Regions from separate parts of the Ovis aries genome. Here region 1 is linked to region 2. A link is a contact called in public Hi-C data. All regions are on one chromosome and are shown on one strand. Each heading gives the region's core, a stretch centred on a gene start, on an enhancer-like site or on the middle of the called end of the contact. The rest is flanking DNA. Distances are from core to core; before and after follow the strand shown. Region 1 overlaps SLC9A1 (solute carrier family 9 member A1). Region 2 holds the start of SLC9A1 (solute carrier family 9 member A1).

Region 1 (5,052 bases), core at 2,224-4,723, 46 kb before region 2:
ACCTGCTCCTTCCTTGGTGTCCCCTCAGCCACCCCACCTGCCTACCCCAATCAAAGGCCAGATGTGACCCCTGCCTCCTTTTCCTCTTCCCTCAGTCCCACCTCAAACTGGTAACCAAGTCTTGCCACTCTGACCTCCTAAATGTCCCTTGAATTCTGCCTGCTCCTCCCATACCCCACCACCCCCCTAATCCACCCGCACCCCTTCCCATGTGCTTCCCTTGCTGAGAACCGTTCATGACTTCTCCATGCTTTGGAAGAAAGCCCAAACCCTTAACGCCATTAACAAGCTTCCTTGCAAGCTGAGCCCCTCAGTCTGTGGTCAGGAACTTGTGTATAGTTTCTTTCCTTCTGCCTGGCCCTTCTCCTGCCCACACTCCCTCCCCCAAGACTCTCATTCCTAAGCGCACTCTGACCACTTCCTTGTTTGAGGTGCTCAGAGCCCCTTGCACTTCCGGTTCTGCCCGGGGCCACTATGTGCTCCATAAGGGAGGGACTGGGCTGATGCACCACCGGATACACGGAGGCAATTCTGCCGCTTGGCACTTAGGGAGAGCTCCACAAATATTTTCCTGAACGAATGAATGAAGGCATGTGTGTCTTGCTTTCTGATTCTGAGCCTTAGTTTTCCTTTCCTCTGAGCCTTAGTTTTCTCACTAGAAAATGAGAGGTTAGAGCACGTGGATAGACTCTTTTAGATCTGATACCCGAGGACACGGTGGGGAACGGGGGCCTCTTTGCTGCTCTGAGTAGAGAAGAGGTGGAGAAGGCAGCTTTCTGGAACTTTCTCTGGGGCTCAGCCTTTGAAACACATGGGGTGTGTGTGTGTGTGTGTGTGTGTGTGTGTGTGTGTGTATGTTCAGTTGCTAAGTTGTGTCTGACTCTGCAACCCCATGGACAGGGGAGCCTGCAGGGCTACAGTCCTGAACACAGGAGGGCTACAGTCCATGGAATTTTCCAGGCGAGAACACTGGAGGAGGCCAAGACACCAGATGGGAGTGGCTCTGTCTCCCAGAGGGCTTGGTGGTGGTGATGCAGGCAGAGGAAGAGCCCAGGTTTCCAGAGAAAGGCAGGAGCCGGCTCCAGCTGCAGACACACCTTCTGCTCCAGTTGCCTGGCCTTCTGTCTCCGGAGCAGCATCTGGTTCCAGGCCTCCTCGTAGGGGTCGGCCACCAGCGTGTGTCTGTTGTAGGACCGCAGCTGTGGGAGGAAAAGCTGTCAGGCAGGCCCAACCAGGCCCCGGAAGCTGGGCCTGGAGGGGCTGGGGTGGCTCTGGGCACGCGGAGCAGAGGAGGGAGGGTGGGGCGGGGGGCTCCTCCACGGTAAGTGAAGTGGGCCGGGCAGGGGCAGCCCCTCACCCTCTGCCTGGTCTTCTGCAAGTTGTTTCTCAGGATTTTGCGGATCTCCTCTTCTTTGTCCTTGGACAGTGCTGGTAGGATGCGCTCGGCCGGCAGGGACTTGGGGTGGATGTTCCTGGGATAATAGGCCTCAGATTAGAAAATTCCTGGGACTCTGGGGGCTGGGGCAGGACAGAAGGGTCCCCTGGGGATGATCCGGTTGGGTGCGCCAAGCCTTGGGTCCTCAGTGTGATCTGCCCGCCCGGTGGAATGACCTAGGGACCCGCTCCAGGTGGGTGTTGAGGGGTCAGCATGTGGCTTGCAGAAGTGGCCAGGGTTGGCCACTAGCACTCACTGCATGGAGACGGTGGAGACGGCCGAGGGGATCTTGCCCATGCCCCCACTTTCCACCAGCTCGATGGCCTGCTTCATCTCCATCTTGTGGTAGAAAGCGATGAGCTGGGGCTCCTTGGAGCGCTCACCAGCTATCAGACACTTCTTCACGTACTTCTTATTAAACCGGTTGAGCCTGGTGGGAGGTGGGAGGAGATGGGTGAAGCTGGCTCCTGCAATGGGAAGATGCCCAGGCCCTTGGGGGGAGACCCTTACCGGCCCCTCCCCGCCCTCCTGCCCACTAGGCCTGCCACCTACTTGTCTTTCCAGTGGTGGTGGCCGTAGTGGCCACAGATGTCCTCGATGCCTGTCAGAAGGTGGTCCAGGAACTGAAACGTGCCCAGGGCCAGGTCAAGCCTTACTACTGGGCTCCTTCCGGACCAAGACTCCTGAATGGGCCCCCACCTTCCACCCCAGGGCTGCTCTGCTCAACCCAGCCCTGTAGTTCCAGAAGCAGCCAGGAGGTGGCGCCCACACCCCACTCATCCTGAAGCCCTGTGGACCCCTCCAGCCCTCTGCCACTGGGGCCCAGCTGAACCATCTTCTCTGAATCCACTTGTGCCCAGCACCTGGGCCAGGTCTCCCCAGAGGCAGAGACGGCATGACGCTCTCTCCTCAGGTTCCTGGCTGCTCACACCACCCCTCGCTATGGGGTGACCTGGTGACCTCAGGAGGCACTGGATGAGGGAGGAGGGGCTGCCTGAGGACATGGATGCAAGGCCTAGCTGACCCCTAGCTCCCTAAGCCTCCTCCTGCAACACAGGGCCCAGGCCCAGCTGCCAGTACCTGCGTGTGGATCTCCTCGTTGATAGAACGCTTCGTTTCTTGCTTTTTCTTCACAGCCAGCAGGTCTACCAGGGGCCGAATGGTCATGCCCTGGGGGGGGCGGGGGTGTGTGTCAGGCACTCCAGTTCTGCCACCCTGGCAGGGAGGCCACAGAGGTCCTCCAACCTAAGGTCCCTGAGCCTGGGATGCCCTTTGCTCTGACGTCCCCAATCTCCCAACATCCAAGCTTCGCTTATATTAAGCCCACTTACTCCTGAAGACATGGCCAGGGGGTTCACATCCAGCCAAGGGACTCACACACAGGCCAGCTAGCCCGGGCCAGAGTTCAAGTGTGAGCTCCACCACAAATCCGCTGTCACTTAACAGGGAAGACCACCTCTGCTCCGGCCCCCTTGCAGGTTTTTGACCCAGAAGGACCCAGTAAGGACAGCAGTAGCTAATCTAACTGCACACTTGTCAAGTGCCAGGGCCAGTGGTGTTTTCACTAGAATTAGCATTTCAATACCTGCAATGACCCCTTCCTTGTCCCCATTGTACAGATGAGGAAACTGAGACTGAGAGAGGTCAAGTAACTCCCTAAGGTCTCACAGAAGTAGTAAAGCTGGATTCAAACTCAGGCAGGGGGGTCCCTACCTCAATGCTGCGTTCATTAAAAACTGGCTTAGTAAACCAACTGCAAAATAAGGTGATAAAATATTTTGGAAGACGGAAGCAGGGCAAGATGATCAAAGAGGCAGCCTCTTCTCCTTTTAAAAGACAGAAGACAAGTCCAGCCCCAGGAAGTTTGCTCTACACTGTGCTCTCTGGAGAACGCAATGATGTTTCCCACTGAGGGCTTGTCTAGGGTTATGATCCAGGAAACATGGAGCAAACACACAGATGAAGTGTTTCTCACTTGCCCAAAGTCACGGGTCAGATAACGAGAAATGGTTTACATCATCTCAAGCTGGGCTCCCTCAGGGACTCCAGGGGTGGGTGAGGTTCTCAGCTAAGCCTGAGTCGTTCAAATGCACAGAAATCACAGCCAGCAGCTGGAAGGACTCTTCAGGATCAGCTGGTCCAGTCCCCTCACTTCACAGATAGGGATCTGAGACCCAGAGATGGGAGGAGAATCTTTCCAGGCTCACACTGACAGCAGCAGAGCTCTGGCTAACGACTTCGGACGGTGCCGCTCAGGGGCCGTTTCGCCTTTCCAGCCCCCGTGCTGCGCTACTGCCCCCATTTGACTGATGTGGAAACTGAGACCCTAAGAGAATAAACCACTTCCCCAAATCCCTACCGTGAGCTTCATGGTCCTGCTGACTGGACACACTCCTCTCAGCACTACCTGGGCTCCTGACTGAGCTGGGCAGCATCACTCCACAGTGATGCGTGACCAGGCTCTTCCTTTGCAACTGAGCACACCGAGGCCCGGAAAGGCGGGGACTTGTCCAGGGCTGCACGAGGCGCTGCTAGAGCTGGAACTACAACCCATGCTGCCCGCTGCCCTCCTAGCCCCGCTCCGGCATGCGCTTCCTCTTTCCTGGCAGGGTCAGGGTCCCCAGGCAGGGCTGCTCTGCCCTGTCCAGCACCTGCACAAAGACGGTGAAAAAGATGACGGTGATGATGGCCGTGAGGAACAGGTCACACATAGGGAAGTGCTTCTTGTCCAGGAGGTAGCCCAGGGAGAAGGCGATGGCCCCTCGCAGGCCCCCGTAGGCGATGATGAACTGGTCCTTGGGGGTCAACTTCACGATGCGGAACTTGTTGATGAACCAGGTCAGGCCCAGCACGCCTGCCAGGGAGGGGAAGCAAGGGGTCAGACTGTCCTAGCCCCTCACGCCTTCTGCAGCTGGGAGATTTTCTGTTTGGAGGAAGCCTCCACTGGTAAACCCGCCCAGCTAATTCATATCTCAGGTCCCTCAGTCCAAGGTGCTCCTAATCCCTCAGTCCGAGAGTTGGGTGGATCTTTAAGGGAGGTCCCTCACCTGTATATACTTTAGAGACATTACAGAGGCCTCCAGGGGCTGGGGGGCAGAAGGGTACCAGGAAAAGAGATGAGACAAGACTGGCTACAAGTTGATACCTATTAAATATGATAGGTACACGGGGCCTACTTTTCTATGTGTTTGAAATTTTCTGTAATAAAAAGTTGTTTTAAAATGCTAGGGCTTCCCTGGCGGTCCAGTGGTTAAGACTCCATGCTTGCACTGCAGGGAGCACGGGTTCGATTCTTGGTTGAGGAACTAAGAGCGCACCTGCAGCATGGCCAGGGCGGGTGGGGAATTGCAGAGGCAGGTCGGAGTCCAGTCTCAACCCCACAGCCCCAGAATCTCCAGAGGATGAGGCCCAGGATGAAAGGGTTTTTAAGACAGCACAGCAAGTTAAGTGCCACACCCAGACCTAAACTCAGAGAGGAGATGAGATCCATGGGCAGAAGCCACATGGTCACTGAGGTAACGTGCATCCAGAAGGTGAGGCAGCTGCCCAAGGGCCTGAGGCCTGGTGCCCAGCGGTGCCCAGGTGTGCCCCGGGGCTGGTAGCAGCAGTTGGGAGGC
Region 2 (4,785 bases), core at 1,673-4,172:
GGTCCCATTGGGACTGGAGTCAGGCCTGCACGGACCAACTCCTGGCTGTCCAGAGTAGGAGCTTAGTGGTCATGCTGTCGACCTACCAGAAATCACTGAGCCCCACGTGCGTGCACTAGTCCCCCCGACCCCCCCCCCATACCCTAACACAATGCCAGGTGCGGCTGGGAGGTGACGGGGTTGGAGAGAGGAGGAGGGCAATTTATAAATAGTGCCTGTGAGGCCTCTTCCTGGTCTCACACAGGCAAATGACACACCAGTCACTTCAGCTTCTTACAACAAATTAGGACACAGGGGCTTCAGGATTCAATGGATGGTCAAATTTAGAGATTCTTGCCGGTTTCACAGGTGGGCGAGACCTGCAGAAAAAAGCCCAGTTTGTTCAAGGTCATGTATTTGTCAGAATCAGTACACACGACTCCCCTTGCCCCGGCCTTGATTTTTTTTCCAGGCTGCCATCAGGGGATAGGTGCTGGTGGCCCAGCCCGATGTACAGGCCTGCCACTGTCACAGCACCGAAGCCCTGAATCAGGAAGCCAGCTCCTAGATCTGTCACGACAGAAGCACCCGAGCCCTCCTGCAGCATGTCCCGGAGCCTGCCTCATACCAGCCTGGCATCGCCCTCAGCTCCCGCGTGTCCTTGGGAGAGCTGCAAGGCTTCCTGCCAAAAATCACAAACTCTCCAAACCCAAACCAGCAGAGTCCCAGGCCCTCGTGCCTTCCACAGCTGGCTGGGGGCTAAAAAGGCAAAGGCGGATGTCAAAGCCCCCCAGGACACCACTTCCAGGGACTTCTGGGTCGGGCAGGCTCTGGGGAGCTCCAGCAGCATCTGGAACACCTATCACCTGGAGCATCTCCAGCATCTATCACCCAGCAGAACAGAGTGCCCAGACCTAGCGGGGAGACAGCCTCTGGAGGGGAACCACTTTTCTATTTCCTTCTTCCAAAAAGAACATTTCAAAGTCTCTTCATATCAGAACATTCTGAGCTTCTCCACCCGTCCCTCTCCCACCTGGCTGAGTAGCAGGCAGGCCACCATGACTGGCCCGGCTGGACAGCACTTTGAGACGCAGCAGGGTGCAACCTGGAGGTGAGCTTGACCATCCTCCACTCCCCCTCCCCCACCTCAAACCAGACTTCAGGAATTCCCAAGGCCCCCTGTCCCATAAACTGTATAAAGAATGGCATTCCCGGGCAGGAAACTGACTCAGGGGCTCCTGACCAGCCTGGGCAGGCAGAGCTGATGGATAACACTCCAGGGATGAAGGAAGGAAGGTGAGAATACAGTGATGCCTCATCTTCCACCACACCTGTAAGTCTCCAGCACACACGTTGCCCACTCTACTCAAACTCCTTAGGCAAACCAAGTAGAAAGATCCTCCATCCTGAAACAGCTTTCCATGAAGCATGTAATTACACTGGTGGCTGGTGACAGAGCAGACTGTGTCACTTGCTGAAGACACGCCTGTCTCACACACACACAGCTGGGCACCTGGCTCCAGAGGAGGCCGACCAGGCCTGGGAGCCTCGCTGAAGGTACCTAGGACCAGAAGCATCCTCCAGTCCTGCTCTCTCCCGTGAGCAATACCCCGCTCCCATGTGAGGAGGCCGCAGAGCTCAAGTTTGAGAAGCATCAAGATGGCCGGATGGAGGCCGCCTACTATACAGAACCAGTCCAGACCCTCATTCCTAGGCAGCTTCAAGTGGTAAGGATGGGAACAGGCTCCTCAGCTAGGTGACAGCGGAAGCATCGGGGGCTAGGTGGACTTACCTATCTTCATGAGGCAGGCCAGTAGGATCCAAAGGGCGATTTCGAAGGGTGTGCGCACGTGTTGGTAGTCGATGCCCAGGACTGGAAAGGCCTTTCGAGCCTTTGGGCTGTGTTCAGCGAAGGAATGGTTAACTGGGCGGCTCTCGGGGGCGAGCTCCGGTGGGGCGGTGGTGACATCCCCAATTGAACGTTCTCGGGGAGGCTCTGAGCCTCTGATGGTGCTGGCGGTAGGGCTGGGCTGGAGGCCATGGCTTCTGAGAACCGGCAGCAGCCCCACCAAGGCTACCACCACAAGCAACGACGGAAAGATTCGAGGCGGAGGGAGGCCACTGGCGCCAGACCACAGAAGCATCCCGCTGCTTACCCACCCCCCCGACCCTTAGCAAAATAAGAGTAAGACCTGGGACATAGGTAGCAAGGGGTCAGCAGGAGGGGGCAGGAGAGACTGCGAGAATCTCTAGGCAAAGTTCATGTTTGAGAGATGTGTTTTTGTGGAAGCAGTCCTCTGGAGGTGGAAAGAAGGCTGGGTTCCCGATCTAGAACGCCAAACTGGGGAAGAGGGACCAGGACCCAGTTAGGACCATAAGAGGAGACCAAAAGGTTTGGAACTCCAGGCCTGGGAAAGGGGGTGGGGGAGGGGAGAGGCAGCACCCTAGGGACAGAGGAAGGAACAGGATGGGGCCGCAGGCAAGGAAAAGGGAAGGCGGGGACCCTCTGCTGAGAAGAGTGGCTGAGCTGCTGGGACTCTTGCTAAGGGAAGGAGTAGAGAGCCTGAGCTAGAAGAAGGGGATCGAAGGGGGTGGGACCCAGTCCAGGAAAAGAAGAAAGGGAGCTGAGAGCCCAGGCTGCGAGGAAGGAGTGAAACCAGAGAGCGGCCGGGAGCTTCCCCACCCAAAGAAGGACCGGGGTGCAGGCGCGCCGGGCTGAGATTCCGGGGAAATGGAGGGAGGCGGAAGGCGGAGGCAGGCGGCCTGGAGAAAGGGCGCCTTGGCGTGGGCTGGGGGCGGCTCGCGGTGGGCCAGCAGCGAAATGCCCCTCCTTGCGGCCCCGGCGCCGTGCTGCGCTGCACCCTGGCCCAGCTTCAGTTCCTCCGCGTCCAGCTCCACTTCCAGTTGCAGCCCCAGCCCTGGCACCGGCGGCGGCTGACTGCTGTCTACTGAGCTCGGTACTGCCACTTATAGGCACCAGCGAGCAGCCGGCGCTGCGGGCTAGAAGGACCTGTCAGTGCCCGCGCGATGCAGCGACCCCTGTCGCCGAGGAAAGGAAGGATCGCGTCGAAAGAGAAGGGAAGAGTCAGAGATGGCCAAAGTCCAGCATCTAGAGATTCTAATTTTAAAAAGGGTAAAATGCTGTGCTAATGACAAAGCGCTGTTCACATCCACCTTCGCAGTCTCATGGAGACTTCCCAGGAAACGTGAATGATGTTTTATTGCCTTAGACATTTAGTTACCATGCGACCTTGAGCAAATTACTTAACCTCTGTTCCACAGCTATCTCATCTGAAAAAGTGGAGATAACAGGAGTACCTATACCTGCTGTAGCAAAGTATGTTGTGTTAGTGGCTCCAGTCGCGCCCGACTCTTTACAACCCCATGGACTGCAGCCCACCAGACTCCTCTGTCCATGGGATTTTCCAGGCAAGGATACTGTAGTCGGTTGCCATTTCCTTCTCCAGGGGATCTTCCCAACCTAGGGATCGAGCCCTGGTCTCCCACACTACAGACAGGGTCTTTATCGCCTGAGCTACCAAGGAAGCCAGTAGTAAAGTATAAGTGACGGCTAAATGAGATAATCTATGCAAAGTGTTTAGAATGGAGCCCAGGATGTGGAACCATGATGATGCTTCCAGCTTTGCAGATGAAGAAATAGGTCAAGAAATTTCCTTGGATAGTATCAAAATAGTTATGTTGAATTTCTAGGACCTCTGTAACAAAGTTCCACAAACTGAGTGGCTTAAAGAATAGAAATTTATTGTCTCATACACTGGAGGTTAGAGGTCTGAAGTCAAGGGGTCAGCAGAGGACTTCTGAGGGTTCTGAGGAAGAATCTCTTCCAGGTATCTCTCCTAGCTTCTGGTGGTTTGCAGCAATCTTTGGTGCTCCATTGTAACACCAGTCTTCACTTTGAGAGGGTAACAGGCAGGAAGGCCAGGGGTCTCTAAACAGAGGAAATAGTTTGTAAGTGTCAGACATTTTTATCTTTTTTAAGCAGCAGGAGGAAACAAACTAGTGATATTTAAAAAAAAAAATAATCTGCCCTTCTTCAAAATTCAAATTAATCATTTTATGGCCCCAAATAAGCCATTTGGTGCCAAAATTATCCCAAAATACATCTTATGAGTAAGGGGCCTGGTGCCATTCTAAGTTTTAAGACATTCCTTTCTTTCATTAACAGACTGCTAATAACTATATAATATCCAACTAAAGACTAGCAGAGGGGGTACTCTTTCTGCCCCCCTCTGATGCCTGTGTCAAAAACTTTATCTCCTTTATACTTTAATAAAACTTTATTACACAAAAGCTCTAAATGATCAAGCCTCGTCTCTGGCCCCAGATTAAATTCTTCTCCTCCAGGAGCCAAAAATCCCAGCGTTGTGATTCAACAGCAACCTTTCAACTTGGTGATCTCTCTGGGCCTCTGTCTCTGGGTCCAGGATTCCCTCTTTTTTCAAGGTTTCCAGTCACATTGGATTAGGGGCCCACCCTAAAGACCTGCTGGGCTTCCCTGGCGGCTCCGATGGTAAAGAATCTGCCTGCAATGTAGAAGACCCCAGGTCGATCCCTGGGTAGGGAAAACCCCCTGGAGAAGGGCATGGCTACCCACTCCAATATTCTTGCCTGGAGAATACCATGGACAGAGGAGCCTGGCGGGCTACAAAAGAGTTGAACTCCACCGAGTGACTAACACACACACACACACTCTAACGGCTTCATCTTAGTCTGCTCATCTTCAATAACCCTGTTTTCAAATGAGTCCACATTCGCAGGTGCTGGGGGTTAGAAACAACATCTTTG

Evidence for each region. A called contact is a pair of places that touch in the nucleus more often than the background predicts.
Region 1: a contact with region 2 is called in a Hi-C map of hypothalamus, with 3 times the contacts expected there. The contact joins the enhancer-like site here to the promoter of SLC9A1 in region 2. A contact is called at or near these places in 10 of 16 Hi-C or Micro-C datasets (blood, hypothalamus, liver and 5 more).

Annotation. Positions count from the first base shown.
Region 1 is chr2:239,858,867-239,863,918 of ARS-UI_Ramb_v3.0, reverse strand. SLC9A1 (solute carrier family 9 member A1) reads right to left here. Exons shown (of 12, transcript XM_004005085.5): 5 at 4,087-4,289; 6 at 2,516-2,605; 7 at 1,988-2,058; 8 at 1,692-1,865; 9 at 1,358-1,472; 10 at 1,098-1,199. Among named protein-coding and RNA genes, the nearest start is that of SLC9A1, 47 kb to the right of the region's middle. Within about 2 kb of position 3,473, at least 4 of the 54 cell types and tissues checked have an H3K27ac peak or open chromatin away from gene starts, as enhancers often do. A contact at or near this core is called in hypothalamus, where this site is marked.
Region 2 is chr2:239,812,371-239,817,155 of ARS-UI_Ramb_v3.0, reverse strand. It overlaps SLC9A1 (solute carrier family 9 member A1), which reads right to left and starts at 2,922. Exons shown (of 12, transcript XM_004005085.5): 1 at 1,772-2,922. The coding sequence starts at 2,123.